Regions from separate parts of the Zea mays genome. Here region 2 is linked to region 1. A link is a contact called in public Hi-C data. All regions are on one chromosome and are shown on one strand. Each heading gives the region's core, a stretch centred on a gene start, on an enhancer-like site or on the middle of the called end of the contact. The rest is flanking DNA. Distances are from core to core; before and after follow the strand shown.

Evidence for each region. A called contact is a pair of places that touch in the nucleus more often than the background predicts.
Region 2: a contact with region 1 is called in a Hi-C map of leaf, with 2.9 times the contacts expected there. The contact joins the promoter of LOC100279598 here to the promoter of LOC100274911 in region 1. A contact is called at or near these places in 4 of 25 Hi-C or Micro-C datasets (ear, leaf and tassel).

The regions. Positions count from the first base shown.
Region 1 is chr1:228,770,864-228,778,040 of Zm-B73-REFERENCE-NAM-5.0, forward strand. LOC100274911 reads left to right here and starts at 4,456. Exons shown (of 2, transcript NM_001331225.1): 1 at 4,456-4,619; 2 at 4,731-5,174. The coding sequence starts at 4,583. The coding sequence ends at 4,960. It overlaps LOC103643367 (sphingoid long-chain bases kinase 1), which reads right to left. Exons shown (of 9, transcript XM_008666530.3): 8 at 6,847-7,177; 9 at 5,687-6,561. The coding sequence ends at 6,409. It overlaps LOC103643366, which reads left to right and starts at 1,759. Exons shown (of 2, transcript XM_023301333.1): 1 at 1,759-2,077; 2 at 2,260-2,886. The coding sequence starts at 1,990. The coding sequence ends at 2,480.
Region 2 is chr1:229,295,108-229,302,284 of Zm-B73-REFERENCE-NAM-5.0, forward strand. LOC100279598 (putative cytochrome P450 superfamily protein) reads right to left here and starts at 3,464. Exons shown (of 1, transcript NM_001152595.1): 1 at 1,811-3,464. The coding sequence starts at 3,433. The coding sequence ends at 1,862.

The DNA.
Region 1 (7,177 bases), core at 3,206-5,705:
GTATAATAAAATTGTCATGGTAAAAACAAAAAATAATAATCAACCATCGAAAATAAAATATTTTAGTAATTATATTTTTTAATAAAATATAAGAAAGTCATAGATAATATATTAATTATTTAATACAAATAGTTTAAAAATAAATTATAGAAAATGTATAAATAAGATAAACTGGTAGGTAAATATTTATATTTCAATTAACTAAACTTACAATTTACATATATACCGTTTATAATGTTAAAATTACAATGGTTATAGATAACTTACAATCATCTGTTATATTAAATTTGTTTTCATTTATATTGTTAACTAGCTGTTTTAAAAAATATTTTATATTTCTTTCGTAGGATACGGTTGGTATCGGATATTTTATAGTTTTTACATCGAATATAGATGTGAAACTAGGTTAGGTACGGTACAGCATAATTTTTTTAAAAAAAACATGTCTAAACCGCATTATTACGAATATCCATGTTTGTTTAAAAAGGATATCGGATCTTTCGGACGTATAGCTCTGGAGGACGCTCCAAGAAACAACGCTGGTCGCGGCAACAGCTCCCGTACGCGTGTGGCCGGAACGAACTGATTGGACAGCTACTGAACGCGACGCGACGGCTCCATGGGGGGACACGATGCAAATGCGGCGTCTGCATGCGCGTAAGCTACTATGCTAGCTGGGGACGACGAGCCGGCCGGTGGTGGCGTTCCCAGACGAGCTCCTGTCGACGTGCACATATGCAAGCGCGCACTTGAAGCAATCCACACAGCTGCGGGATTGTTGGATCAGACAGCTGCGTACTTCGACGGAGTAGGGGGCCGGGGACACACATGATTGCCCTTTTGACGGGGTTGTCAGGGTCTCTGTTGCGCCCAGATTTGGAAAATATATATGACATGTCGGGCCGGATATATAGCTCATGCCCTCATCGGATTGTCGTCACTGGATAGACAGCTTCTACTACTACTAGTAGGTGAATTCGAGAGGTTATTTTATTTGGAAGAAGGATTCGTTCCAGTGTCCGCACGGATCCAATTCATCACAGAGTTTCTTGCAGCGAAGTTGCACTCAGATCGTCATGCATAGCTAGAGATGGCAATTGGTATTTACTATATGGACTAAATATTCTACCCGTATGTTTTTTAATGGGCTAATTATCTTTAGTGTTGTTGAATGGATGGTTAAATAATGCTAGAAATTTTGTAAAGGTATTTAGATGAATACTTGATATTTGTATAATGTATCATTTCGATAGATGTTTAATCTTTGTGGTTACAGATAACTCATACTCGCATGAGTATGAGTATGGGGATGTGGTAAATCTATACCTATCAGTGTATGGATTGTAATAGGTACGTGTATAGGATTGTCATACCCAAGGAATATTTACCCATTGCCATCTCTAATCATGCACTTCAAGGATTTTTGTTTACATGCATGTATACATAGCGCTCATTGGTCCTTATATAGCGACAAGAGTTTTACTTTGCGTTACCGGCTACTACTGGTAGTAGCCAGTAGTAGTATCTTTGCGAAAGCAGTCTAGCAAAGATTTGCGATCATCGTGTCCTGATTAACCAGAGGCACTATATTCTACATTAGCCTGTGATGCAAGTTGGCAGTTGGATCATGTATATTATTGTTCCACTACACCAGCAAAGCGTCTCGATCAGGCAGCGTCACATCACATGTACTTCAATTCCCCCCTCCCCCCGGCCCCCGCGCGCCCGCTTTGCTGCGATGCTACTAGCGCCTGCCTCCGCAGCTCGACCGCGCGCCACCACTATATAACGCACACCCAGCAGAGCCGCCGTAACGCCGCCAGCCAGCTCGTCGTCTCTCCTCTAGCTCACTTCTGTGTCCAAAGCCACACGGCCGCCGGCAGGCGCACCGGGCGGGGCCTGTGCCTGTCTCAGTTGTCAGTTCCCGTCCCACAGGAACAGACCAGAGAGAGAGAGAGAGAGAGAGAGAGAGAGAGAGAGAGTATTCGTATGGCTCGGGAAGCTGCGTGCTGCACCGCCGTCTCCTCCATGGCGCTCACCGCTCGTGTCCTGCTAGTTCTCGCGGCCACCCTTACCGGTAAGCTAGTCCGGCACATACACGTACGGGTACGGCCGGCAACGGCATGCCCGCAAGAGAGGACGCGACGCGACGCGAGCGTGCGTGTACAACTGCGCTATTGCATGTTTGCCACTACCGTAGTCTGGTCTCGTGTTTGCTCTCGGAATGCCTGACGCTGTTCCGTTTGCATGTGGCTTCAGTTGCCGTGGCTATTCTGCCGGCGACGGCGCGGGCGGCGTGGGTGGACTACCCGTCCGGGGTGCCGTGCGGGGTGACCATCCCCGTGGAGCAGTGCGACCCCGGGGACGCAGCGGCGAACAGCGCGTGCATGGACGTGTGCCACTACGGCGGGTGCCGGCGCGGCGGCCAGTGCGTGTCGCTGGGGCTCGCCAGGGGCCGGGGCTGCCACTGCAAGTGCTAGGCTAGCTGGCTGGCTGGCTGGCCAAGCTGATCGATCGTGCGGCGCAGCGGCAGAGAGGAAGGATTTGCTGGTGCGCCTTTTATACACTAGCCTAGCCTATGGTATAGTATGGTATGGTAGATTGGTAGGTGAGGGGGCCAGATACGCTGAGTATCACTTTCTTTTGTAAGGTTAGTTTGTTCTTATTCTGCCTTTATTAGTTGGTGTGCACAGCCTGCAAGTGAGTTTTGAGAGAGAGAGGTATGTATGTGTAGTGAGAGAGAAACAGAGGAGACAGAGAATCGTCAGAAGCTTTTCCATCGCTCGCTAGCTGGCCTGTCTACCTCTTGGGTTTAATTTTTATTTTAAAAAGGTGACGCTAGTTCGTTAAGTTTATTGCAGATATCAAGCGAGGTGATGTTTCTAAGCAACACTTTCCACCAGTACGATGTTCTTGGCACGTCAAAATCTTGCGACAGATACGTAGTTTTTTTTTTTGTTTTTCCTCCCAAACAGCAGCTCTCAGTCTCAGGTTCTGAACGCCGCCCCGAATTTACCCAGCTCGACATATATATATGGCAACATGCAAACATACCGATACTTCTATATATATACAGAGGTAACATATATGGCAACATCTTACACAAGGAAAAAAATTATCACGGATTTAACACCCTTCTTCTATGACCAGAAATAGAAGGTATCCCAGCGATTTTAGAACCAAATAACGAGCGTGGTGAAAGGTTAACATACTATAGTACTCATTAATTATTTAGTCCTGTTATTGACTTTATTAATTATCTAGTGTGCGTAATTTAAAAAAGACTACGTATTTCATTGATTCCAGTTACCAATTTACATTGGGCCATTCTGGACAAGATCGTGTTTAAAGGACATTTACATTGGGTGATTCTGGACAAGATCGTGTTTAAAGGGCATTTACATTGGGCTTGTTTGACAGGACTCCGCCTCCTCTGAAAATTGAAAATGGCTCTGGCTCTAACTTTTTTTATAGGAGCTGTTCCTCCATTAGAGCCGCCGTTTTTTTTGCAAATTATTTGGAACAGCTCTCCACAGTCACGCAGATGGCCAGACCGCAAGCCCACAGCCGCTGACTGCTGCTTGCTTGTTTCCGCGTATTGTCATCTTTGAAGGAAGATGACCACTCGTCCACTCGCCTCTGGAGACAAGCAGAAAGGTTCTGGAGACAAGAAGAATGGTTGCACGGGCACATATGGAGCTGCTCGGAGCCACTTTTTACGGCTCTCGCTCGGGCACCTAAATTAGCTCCGGCAAGGAGTCAGAGCTGTCCGGGAAGCACTAAGTCTAGGCTAGTTCCAAACATTTGGTGGCTTACACCGTGGAATATGGAAATGGAACGTAATTAACGTGACGCGGTAGCTCACATCTGCATTTAATAAATACAACAAATTCAGCCATTTATCAGCTGTTCTGGATTTTAAAAGCTCGGGTGGCAGCATATCTGCATGGTAAAAGGAAAAAAATGATCAGCTCCATGTATTCTTTTATACCGTAGCCAGGACGAAGCCGGCTCAAAAATAACCCTGAGTGTGACTATATATCAAACGTAAAAAATATACAGTTTGAAAATAAACACACGATAGATTTAAGATAGTTATTAACAATATTTTATATTATCCATGTGCCCGTGCATCAGAGAAAACTAACGTCGCTTCGGCCCTTTGTAGCAGTCAGTACTCGGTGATATATATAGATAGATAGATTATAGATATAGATATATATACCTTGGGGGAAAACGGGTCTGCGGGGATACGCGCGTCCTAATTAGCCAGCCAATTAATTGATACTTCATACAAATAAATATTCGTTGATCAGTCGGATCATCTATATTTATGTGTGCCAGTATATGTTCCGAGTGAACAGTGGCCGCGTCGTGTCACGTGTACTTGCCCCACCCCCAGTCCCCAGTCCTCACCATGCCTTCGCCGCGCCGCTTTCCAGTACCACCACCCCTATATTCGTAGCGCCCATCCCACCGAGCGCCACACGGCCGCCAGCCAGACGACGTTGTTGCCGTCGCCTCGCATCCCAGTCCCAGCGAGCCGCCGCCCGGAGAGCAGAGACTGAGAAACAGAGATCGCATGGCGCGCTCCCTCGTCCTCGTGGCCACGCTCACCGGTAAGCCTGCCCGTCGCGCGGCCGCCACGGCATTCATACATGCATGCACGCATTCGTTCACTCATCATCCGATCCGGGTATCTGATCTCCGCGCGCTGGCTTTGCATGCAGCGGTCCTACTGGCGGCGGCGCCTCCTCCGACGCGGGCGGCGTGGGTGGAGTCGGACTACCCGTCGAGCGTGCCGTGCGGGGTGACCATCCCCGTGGAGCAGTGCGACCCGGCGGTCACGGCGGCGAACGCCGCGTGCCGGGACATGTGCCACTACGGGGGCCGGCGAGGCGGGCGGTGCGTGTCCCCGGGCCGGCTCGCGCTGGTGCAGGGATGCCATTGCAGGTGCTAGCTCGCCGGCCCGGGCGGCCGCCAACGCGCGTGACGTGACGGGCGGCGGCCGGGCCGGGGCAGGGGGGACGCAGTGCCTTCCCCGTGGGAAATAACAGGCCTGCATGACGGCGTGCGGATAGCAGTGTGACCTAATCGTATCTAGCTCTGTTTGTTGATGCTGTGATCTGTTGACTTGGTACAATGCTACAGCACGCAATGTGTTTTGTCCTGCACGTTCTGTTTCCAATTCTTCGCTATTTTCTCTTTAGCAAATTGCATGTTCCGGCTGCTGCCAGTGGGCGAGCAGTATCGACATGCACTGGTTATTTGCTAGTGCGGCGACTGCGTAATAGATCAAAGGCGAATGAACACATTTTCACACAGTTCACCAACGAGTCGAGACAAACAGAGGCAACCTACCGGCCTTCGTTGGAATGCGACTAACCTTCCAGAGGTCCGTAGTATCTGTCTGGAGAGTGCTTACTGTATAAGCCTGTTCTCTGATTATCGCAGTACGTGTTCTCTAATCATCACTGTATAGCCTTACCAAGCGAGGATATGGAGCAAGTTTGTGTGACTTGCCTGGGTACCTTGGGCCTTGAACAGCCGTGTGTTTCCTTCCCTGCTTGAGAGAGCCAAATCGGCGCACGTTACTCGCGCCAGCAATCTTTCTCACAAAACCCATCACAAAATTTGCCTGGTGTAAGTTGTTCATACTAGCACGAGCGCTGCTTTGCTGGCAGCGTACGAAAGGAGAAGCTACGCTGCTTATTCCCCGGCAGAGAATACCACACCTCAGAAACAGTTGTATGCCTGCCAGGCAAGGTTTACAAATCAGTACACGGTTCATACATCATCACGACTCACAAAAGAAGAAGAGTTACACCCGTTTTAAAGACTCAACGAGGCAGCATCGCCACAAAACATCATCCATCCAGCCCTTTCTGCTGAAACCCTGCGCTGTACCGGGAATCAAACAGTCCTATATCTTATTCACACTTCGCAAACACAACAGACTGATCAAGGACACGGGCACTGGGGTGTTGTCCCTACAATGAGTATCAAGTGGCCGGCATCAGGGAACCTCCAAAGACACCCGGCTGGTGGAGGTGGACACTATGTTCTGGAGCAACCAAGTACACTCATCAGGATGGCTGTATAGTAGATGCATTCTATCGGACGAGAAAAAGGCAAAAGCAAGAGGTGCGCAACAAGCTGCTGTCCGAGATAGGCTTTGGCTTTACATATGGATGAAACAGCACCCACTCAGCACCTTCTGCTCGTCAACCACAAATGTACATCTCTGGAGCTGAGTGCCAGCTAGGATGTTCATGTTCTCACTTCTGAATATAATTACTGACATGTGGATGCAGACGAAAATCCATGGTTCGCCGCTTGTACACACCACAGGTGCAAGATTCTGGGCTGACCTCAGAGCTGCAGACAGTCCGCATAGTGTATTTACAGCTACTGTACAGGGTTTTTCACTGGCCTGCCCATCAATTGACATTGTTGAGGCAACAAACTACAGCGAACTTGCCCCTTGACATGGAGTAGTTCGCCATCGATACCACATCCGTCGTGTGTATTTGGGCCTGCTTTGAGCCTCACAGATTTCACCTGATTTTGGCACGGCAATAAAATGACTAGTTAAAAAAAACTTTCCCATGACAAATGCCCAAATAATGGTAATAAACACACAGATCATCAACCATGGCAGATGTCCAATGGCTGTGACATTTGCAGGAAATGCCATGAAAATAAATTCCATGGCAGTAAATCATACAAGAACATGCATGACAGAAGGCATGACATTCATCAAGTCAGAATCAAAGCAACAGTATCATGTATAGAGTAATGGAAGCAAAATTCGACACTTGGCGAAGAGAAGCGGCCATAGCATACCTTTACATATTCTACATTTGGAAGAGATATGTGCTTTCCAAACTGCAAAAGCACCAAAAACCTCAGTAATCTCAGTCTTCCACTTCCACCAACTAACAGCAGGTCCAAACAATTGTCATCATATTCAGCCTTGGGAGCAACAACCTGAGAGCTCAGACTCTGCACAGTCTTGCATGAATGGTTGCACACCAGTACACCAAGATAGCGTCCTTTCCTAACTGTCCACCTTTCATCTAAACTAGGTACCAGCTCCTTAGTCAGACCAAGCTCAATATCCTCGCGAGGGCTATGGAGCTCAATTGAAGTCTCGGGTTCCCAGTTAGGTTGATTA
Region 2 (7,177 bases), core at 2,214-4,713, 520 kb after region 1:
TGGGCACGCGCGCGTCGGGGCGTGGGCTGCGGGAGCGGCGGCGGCTGGGAGCGCAGAAACCTAGCTCTGTATACCATGTAGTATTTCTGGTGTGTATCTTTCACACATCACCTTCTCCCTTCCATTATACTTCACCACTTTACAAATAGACCCTTACACATGTTCATAATTACACCAACATTTACAAACGAATTCATCTATATATTTCTATTGAGTTCAAGGGCAATTTCATTCCCCAGGCATCAAGACCAAAAGCCTAATGCCAATTTCAGTTTATATCAGCTCTTTTGTTACATCCAAATTTCCATCTCCCAACCAAGCGTTTCTCTGACCGAACCAACAAAAATGGCCAGATCATACAGCTAGTATCATTCTGCAAACTTGCTACTCCAATCCTTCCTCGGTAGTTATGCGTTTGGTTGCAATGACAGGACGGGATGGGATGAGATGATCCCTCAAATTAGGTTGTTTGGTTCTGAGTCAAGGGTTGGGATAGTACTATCAAGTGTTGTCCCTCAAAATTGGAGGGACGAGAGAGGACATCAGGGGACGATCCCGTCCTAGTTGTCCCACAACCAAACACACACAAGATCAGCTCAGCAGCAGTCTGCTGCTTGGAGCTCTTGCAGTAGTAGTCTTCAACCGCTGCACGACATTCTCCAGTTTCAATCGCTCTCCAGCTGGACATACAATTTTCCAGTTCTCCACGGTTATAGGTACGCCACCCTACATGCTGAAAACAGATAGCATTTCTCAGTTTCCACAATTCCAACTACGCGGTCAAATAATAGTTGGTGAATCGATTCATCTTCTGTACAAAAACAGACAAGAGAGATCATCTAGCGCCCTGCGTTTTGCAATATTGTCTCGAGTAAGAATTCGTCTATATATATATAGTCTCCATCAAGATGAAACAAAGCAGGAAATATTGTAAATATATAGACTCACTTTGCTAGTGGAACTAAGCAATAACCTCAAAGTTTAACAAATCCTTTCAAAGCCGTCACAGACTTCTTATTTCTCGAGAATTTTGAATGAAGTGCTCAACATCAACAATGAACCAAGAGCATCTGAAGACAGATGCATCAACAGTTTAAGTTTTCAGAAGAGCAGCACTGTTATTTATAATTAGCATAGTTTTGCTAAGGCCTTTTTCGTTTGTGTCGGATTACATTTGGAATCGTTCCAGCTAAGGGCTTGTTCGTTTTTCATGGATTAAAGGACTGAACGGTTCCTGGCCGGATTGTTTCTCTAATTCATGTAAGTTTTGATAAGTTGGAATGAATTCTGGTCTAATCCTAGACAAACGAACGGACCCTAAGGGCTTGTTCGGTTACACTAACCTAGAAGGGAATTTGGAGGAGATTAAATCCCCTCCAAGTCAAAAATGACTAGGCCCTCCAAGTCAAAAATGACTAGGAGGGGATTTAAACCCCTCCAATCCTCTTCTGGATTGGTGTAACCGAACATGCCCTAAGGGAGCGTTCGGTTGTCTGGGAACAGTTACCCGGAACAATTCCGTGCCTTATTGCTTTTCTAATTTATGTAAGTTTTGATCAACCTGAAAAATTCCAGGGTCATTCCGGGAGAAACGAACAGAGCCTAATCAAAGTTTATATAAATTAGAGAAGCAATCCGGTCAGAAATCGTTCCGACCCACCAATCCAACACAAACGAAAAAGGCCTAATCATGTTTCCATATTCACAAGCCATCCACGATCGACACGAAGATGAAACTAGCGAATGAACATTACAGTTTCTGCCGATTAATTATTGTAGAACCGTATTTTTTTATAGCTATGAGATGTTTACATACATCACAAAACGAGGAAAATGTAGAATAGAAAATGGTAAAGTATTTCTAGTTCAAGTGAGACCTCCTAGGCACAAGGCGCGGGCGCAGCGGCTTCTTCATGACGACAGTGAACTCGTTCTTCTCAGCGAAGTCTACCTCGTCGCCGGGCACCTCCTTCCACTCGTACTCCCGCACCATGTTGGCAACGAAGTACTCCAGGTGCAGCATGGCGATACCAAGCCCCGCGCAGATCCTCCGGCCCACGCCGAATGGCATCATCCTGATCGCCTTGGTGCCCGTCACGTCCACGCCCTCGCCATCGCCGCCGGGGAGGAACCGCTCTGGCGAGAACTGCATCGGGTTCTTCCACTCCTGCTCGTCCCGGCCCATCTCGGCCACCATGAAGTTCACAACTGTGCCCTTGGGGATCAGGTACCCGCCGATCTCCATTTCCTCCGCCGCCTTGTGCGGCAGCACGAAGTGGGCCGGCGGGTGCTTCCGGAGACCCTCGAGGATCACCGCCTTGAGGTATGGCATACTGTGGACGTCCTCCTCTGACACCCCTTCCTTGTTGTCGTCTGTGGCGGCCTTGATCTCGCTGTAGAGCTTCTCCTGGATGGCTGGGTTTTTCACAAGCTCGGCCATGATCCACTGCAGCCCTGTGGACGTGGTGTCCGTACCGGCGTCGAGGAACTCGGAGCATAGGAGGATAATCTCATCGTCGGTGAGCGGGCGATCGCCGTCCTCGTGAAGCTTGATGTCGAGCAGCGTGTCCACGTACGAGTGCTCGAACGTGGTTTCCCTTCTCGGTTCCTCTCCCCGCTTCTTGTACTCCCGGCGCGCGTTGATAAGCGGAACGAAGAGCTCCTTGACGCGCCGCCGCAGCGCCCGCGCTTTATCTAGCCGAGCGCGGAAGAGGTGCTTGGTGACGGCAGGGAGGAAGGCGAAGACCTGCATGTTCTTGGAGCGGTAGATGAGTGCCTCCCGCTGCGCAGAAGCGATCGCGCGCACGGCGGGCTCGTCAAGGCGCTCGCCGAAGCACATGAGCACGAGGAGGCAGTTTATCGCGTACTGGAACGTCTCCACTACGCGGGGCGGCGCGGCGTCGGGCCCGGCCTCCCCGAGCTTCTCGACGAGCACGCGGCGCACCCATGCACGGGCCGGCGCGAAGAGCTTCACCCGCGACGGGTGCAGCGTCTCGGCGACGAGATTGCGGCGCAGCAGGCGCCACACGGGCCCGTAGCTGGCGCGGGTGATGGTGTTGTCGCTCTCGTCGAGGAACTTGACCGACGCGAGCGCCGGGCGGTCCGCCAGCGTCGCGCCGCGGTCAACGAGCGCCTCGTGCGCGATGCGGCGGTCCGCGACGAAGACGGACAAGCGCGCCCCGACGCGGAGCGCCACGACGGGGCCGTAACGCTCGAAGAGGCGCCGCAGCAGGGGCTCGATCTCGGCGGGCGAGTTGGTGAGCCACACCACGCTGCCGAGCAGCGGCAGGGACGGCGGGCCCGGGGGGAGGCGGCGCCTGCCCCGCGCGCGGAGCAGGAGGAGGAGCGCGGCGGGGACGAGGAAGAGGAGCGCGCCAAGGAAGAGCCGCGTCGGCGTGGCGTCCATCGATCGGTTCAGTTGCGTCGCGTCCATTGTTCGGATCAGAGTGTACCGGTGACCAGTGGCTGTGGCTTGGTGTTGGATGGAGGCGGCCTGGGGACATCAATTTATATGGGAAGTGTTACACGTGGGGGTGATCTGCGAGAGACGCGGTGTTTGGGGTTTGGGATGGACCGGATTCTCATTTCTTTACCAGCAAATTGCACGTGGGGGCACCGCGGGAGTTCTCATTTCTTCACCAGCAAGTTGTGGAGAGCAGGAGAGGGGAGGATGGGATCCAGCACACATCGCTGACGTCAGGAATGATGGGTTGATAATACTTTTCATAGCAATCCGTAACCGTAGCATGGACTGGTAGAAGGTTCCATAGCTGATTAGCTGTACAGATGTTCGATTGGTCGTCGGTCCATTTGAACATGTGAAATGGCAATACGTTTAATAAAATTCAAGCATCGTGTCCACGCCGTGTGCGTGTGGAGTTTCGTGGAAAGGGGTGAAAATGGTCTTAGTTCGGAATCGAAAAAACTGGAAAATTGGAAACGAATTACGACCAGTAAATTTCGGTATATTAAAAATGGATACATTAGGACAAAATATCTCGAAAACGATCGGAAAATTGTAACTTAAATTGGAATGAGTCCTAACCACACACAATTGTTCATTTGCGTCCCAAAACAAGTATCAATCACATAAATGCATAATACATAATCTTATCCACACACACAATTGAGCATACATGTTCACTCATAAGTTTTAACCACACAATATATAAGTCTTAATGCGAAAACAAGGTTGACTTGTCCTATGTGCTTCGGGTTGATGATGGGTGATTGTCAACGGATAGTGCTTGGATGTGAGTCTTGGACTAACTAGAGTACGAGAGTTTGTGTTGTGCAATCATGTCTGTCGGTTTATGATTTGCAGGTCTGTAGCACGGGGACGGTGGTCGACGACGAAGGTGAAGGTCATGCGGGTTCGTGTCGATGGACCGAGAGCGGCGAAAGACGAGCGCTGGGACATGATTGAGGGAACAAAGAAGCCACCGACTAGCCGTGTGGCTGACACCTGGGACACGTACGGGCACGAGGATGTGGTAGAGCGATCGTGTCACCAACGCGTTCAAGGACTAGCGGGATATGTGTTCGGAACGTGGGGGATGAGCATGCGGTGCGCTACTCACGGCGGTTTCAGTGGTTGAGCCTCAGGTGCAGGTTTTGCTGAGTTTGGGCCTCAAAACTCGACAATGCGGTTCCAGTGGGAATCGAAGGCGACACGTGGCGTCATCATGAAGGGTGTGTTGAGGCGAAGCAACTTCGTGTGGAGTGCATAACTGTCATATCAAAATCCCAGAAGTTGGTCCATTTCGTCCCCGACTAAGTGGATAGGCTATATGTATCTATGGGTACTTTAGACTAGTGAAATAACCCTCTATAAATAGATGGATGGGGTATTGTGGACAACCTTCTCTTTGGCTTGATCATTTGTATTTTATTTAGAAAAAACTAGTTTCTATTTCCCTAGTTTAGCCTGATTTCCACATAAGCTTTGAATTCGATGTATGTGCTTTTGTATTCTTCATCGCATCATTCAAAGGAAGGGTGCCCAGATCTATCCATAGGGTTTATCGAATCGCGTGCTCAGTTTTGTATGTGCTGAAGTTTTTTTATTTGATTTTGTCTCTTCACTTGTTTCCTCTCTTCTCCTTTGAATTTTGGAAGAATCCTTGATTTCTTGAGTTGGGAATTGTTTTAGGGATTGTATTGGGGTAAAAATAACTCTCTAAACCACTACAACCATCAGGTTTGAATAGTTTGTGGTTGTGATCCGATCTGAACTCGTTTTCAAAACCCCAACTAAACCTTGGTCTAATATGTGTTTTTATCTGTGATAATTTACAAATCCGTTTGAGTTCAAAATTTGTGGAGACCTTGGAAACACATTTGTCAAGGTGTGTGTAAAATGTCAGTTCAATCAGGGTCCGTTTGAATTAGTTTCGCATTTGAAAACTGAATTTCGAGCTACTGAAAATAATAGTAGATAGTGACACAGTTTTGGACCAATTCTAACTTTTCAGTGTTCGATTTGCAACCCGTTCATTTTGTAGGTCTTGTGTGAATCCTAGTAACATTTTCAAAATATGATATCACTGGTTGGTTGATGTGCTTTTGGTTTGAGTGACTTCTTCATCTCCATTGAAGTTAAGTGCTCAAGTTCTAGTTTTAGCAATAGAATATGATTTGCTCCAATTCATCCCCCTCTGGTCGTCTTTTTGATCCTTCAATTGGTATCAGAGTCGATTAAGGATCTTTCCACCTTAATCGGTTTTAGATCCATGAAGACGACATGGAATGAGGTGTTGGCAAAAATCCATTCTTCAATGGGACGAACTACCATACTGGAAGATTTACATGTTAGTGTATCTTCAGAGTATTAGGTACCATGACTGGGAGATTGCCTTGACGTTGCTTTTGATGTCTAAGGTACTGGGATCATGACTCTTTAGATAGAGTCACATGATTCAAACAACAAGGCCTGAAATGCTTTATTCTCGTGTCTCTCGCTTGCTGAGTTTGAGCGAGTTGGACATTTGGGTACATCTCATGAGACCTAGTCCACCCTCGAGAGATTCCACGATGGCATTGACCATGTGAAGACCATACTCTTTGAGATGTACAAGTGAGAGTGCGAGAACTTTGTCTAGTTGGCTGGAGAGATGATCGACATGATGTTTTCTCGATTCTAGTCAGTTGTGAACAAGATACGTGCCAATAAGGCATAACTTCCCTATGATGATCATGCGAGAGCACTTAATCTTTTACATGCTCTAGACCAGAGGGTTTGGGAGGTGAAAGTCTCAGCGAACATCGAGTCGCCCAACTATTAGACTCTCACCATGGACGAGCTTTTCAGCAAGCTCAAGTCCATTTAGATTGATCACTAGACCTGGGCCAAGATTCAAAACCCTGGTGCACCCATCATGGCCCTGGTCTCTAGTGGAGGTTCTTCCTCTAACATCTCACCTATTATGTTTGATATGTCTTCTTTGTTGACCATCATAGAGGAGCACAGAGGAGCAGGTGGAGAGCCTCGGGGATGAGGTGTTGGCGCTTCTGGCCTGCCGGTTCACGTGGTTCCACAACAATTGCTAGAACTGGCGGTATGGAGGGTCCAAGGACGGATGCTATAACTGCGACAACCCTGACCAATTCATCGCCAGTTGCCCCAAAATGGTAAGCAGGAGGCTGGCCCGCGCGACCACCACTCTGGTCGGTGCAAGGGCAAGCGGGAGCACACCTCTAGCAAGCACAAGTCTAGTGGAGGTTTGACAAGGAGGCGCTTAAGAAGAAGTACCTCCAAAAGGCAAAGATCAAGGAGTGCACCCTCCTCGCCTCCCTGAGCGACCGCGACCATGGCTCCAACGAGTCGACCTCTTCTTCGAGCGACGAGGAGCTTGAGAGGCGTGTTGAGCACAGGCTCAATGGGTCATGCTTCACCGCTAACACCGCAGGAGGCCTTTGCACCATGGCCATTGGTGAGGATGTGGTGGGCAGCAACGGCAAGGACATCAGTGACGACTCTGTTTTGAGGTATCTCATTTTGCCGATGATCTCGCCGCTGAGGTAGAGGAGCTGACAACTGCTTTAGCTAGTCAGGATAAGTTACTTAGGCTTGCTGATCGTGAGAGGAAAGATTTCAAGAGCAAGTATGCGATCACACTTAGGGAGCTTGAGTATGCTAGAGCTTCTATCGTGGTGTCCAACAAGACTGAATGTGATG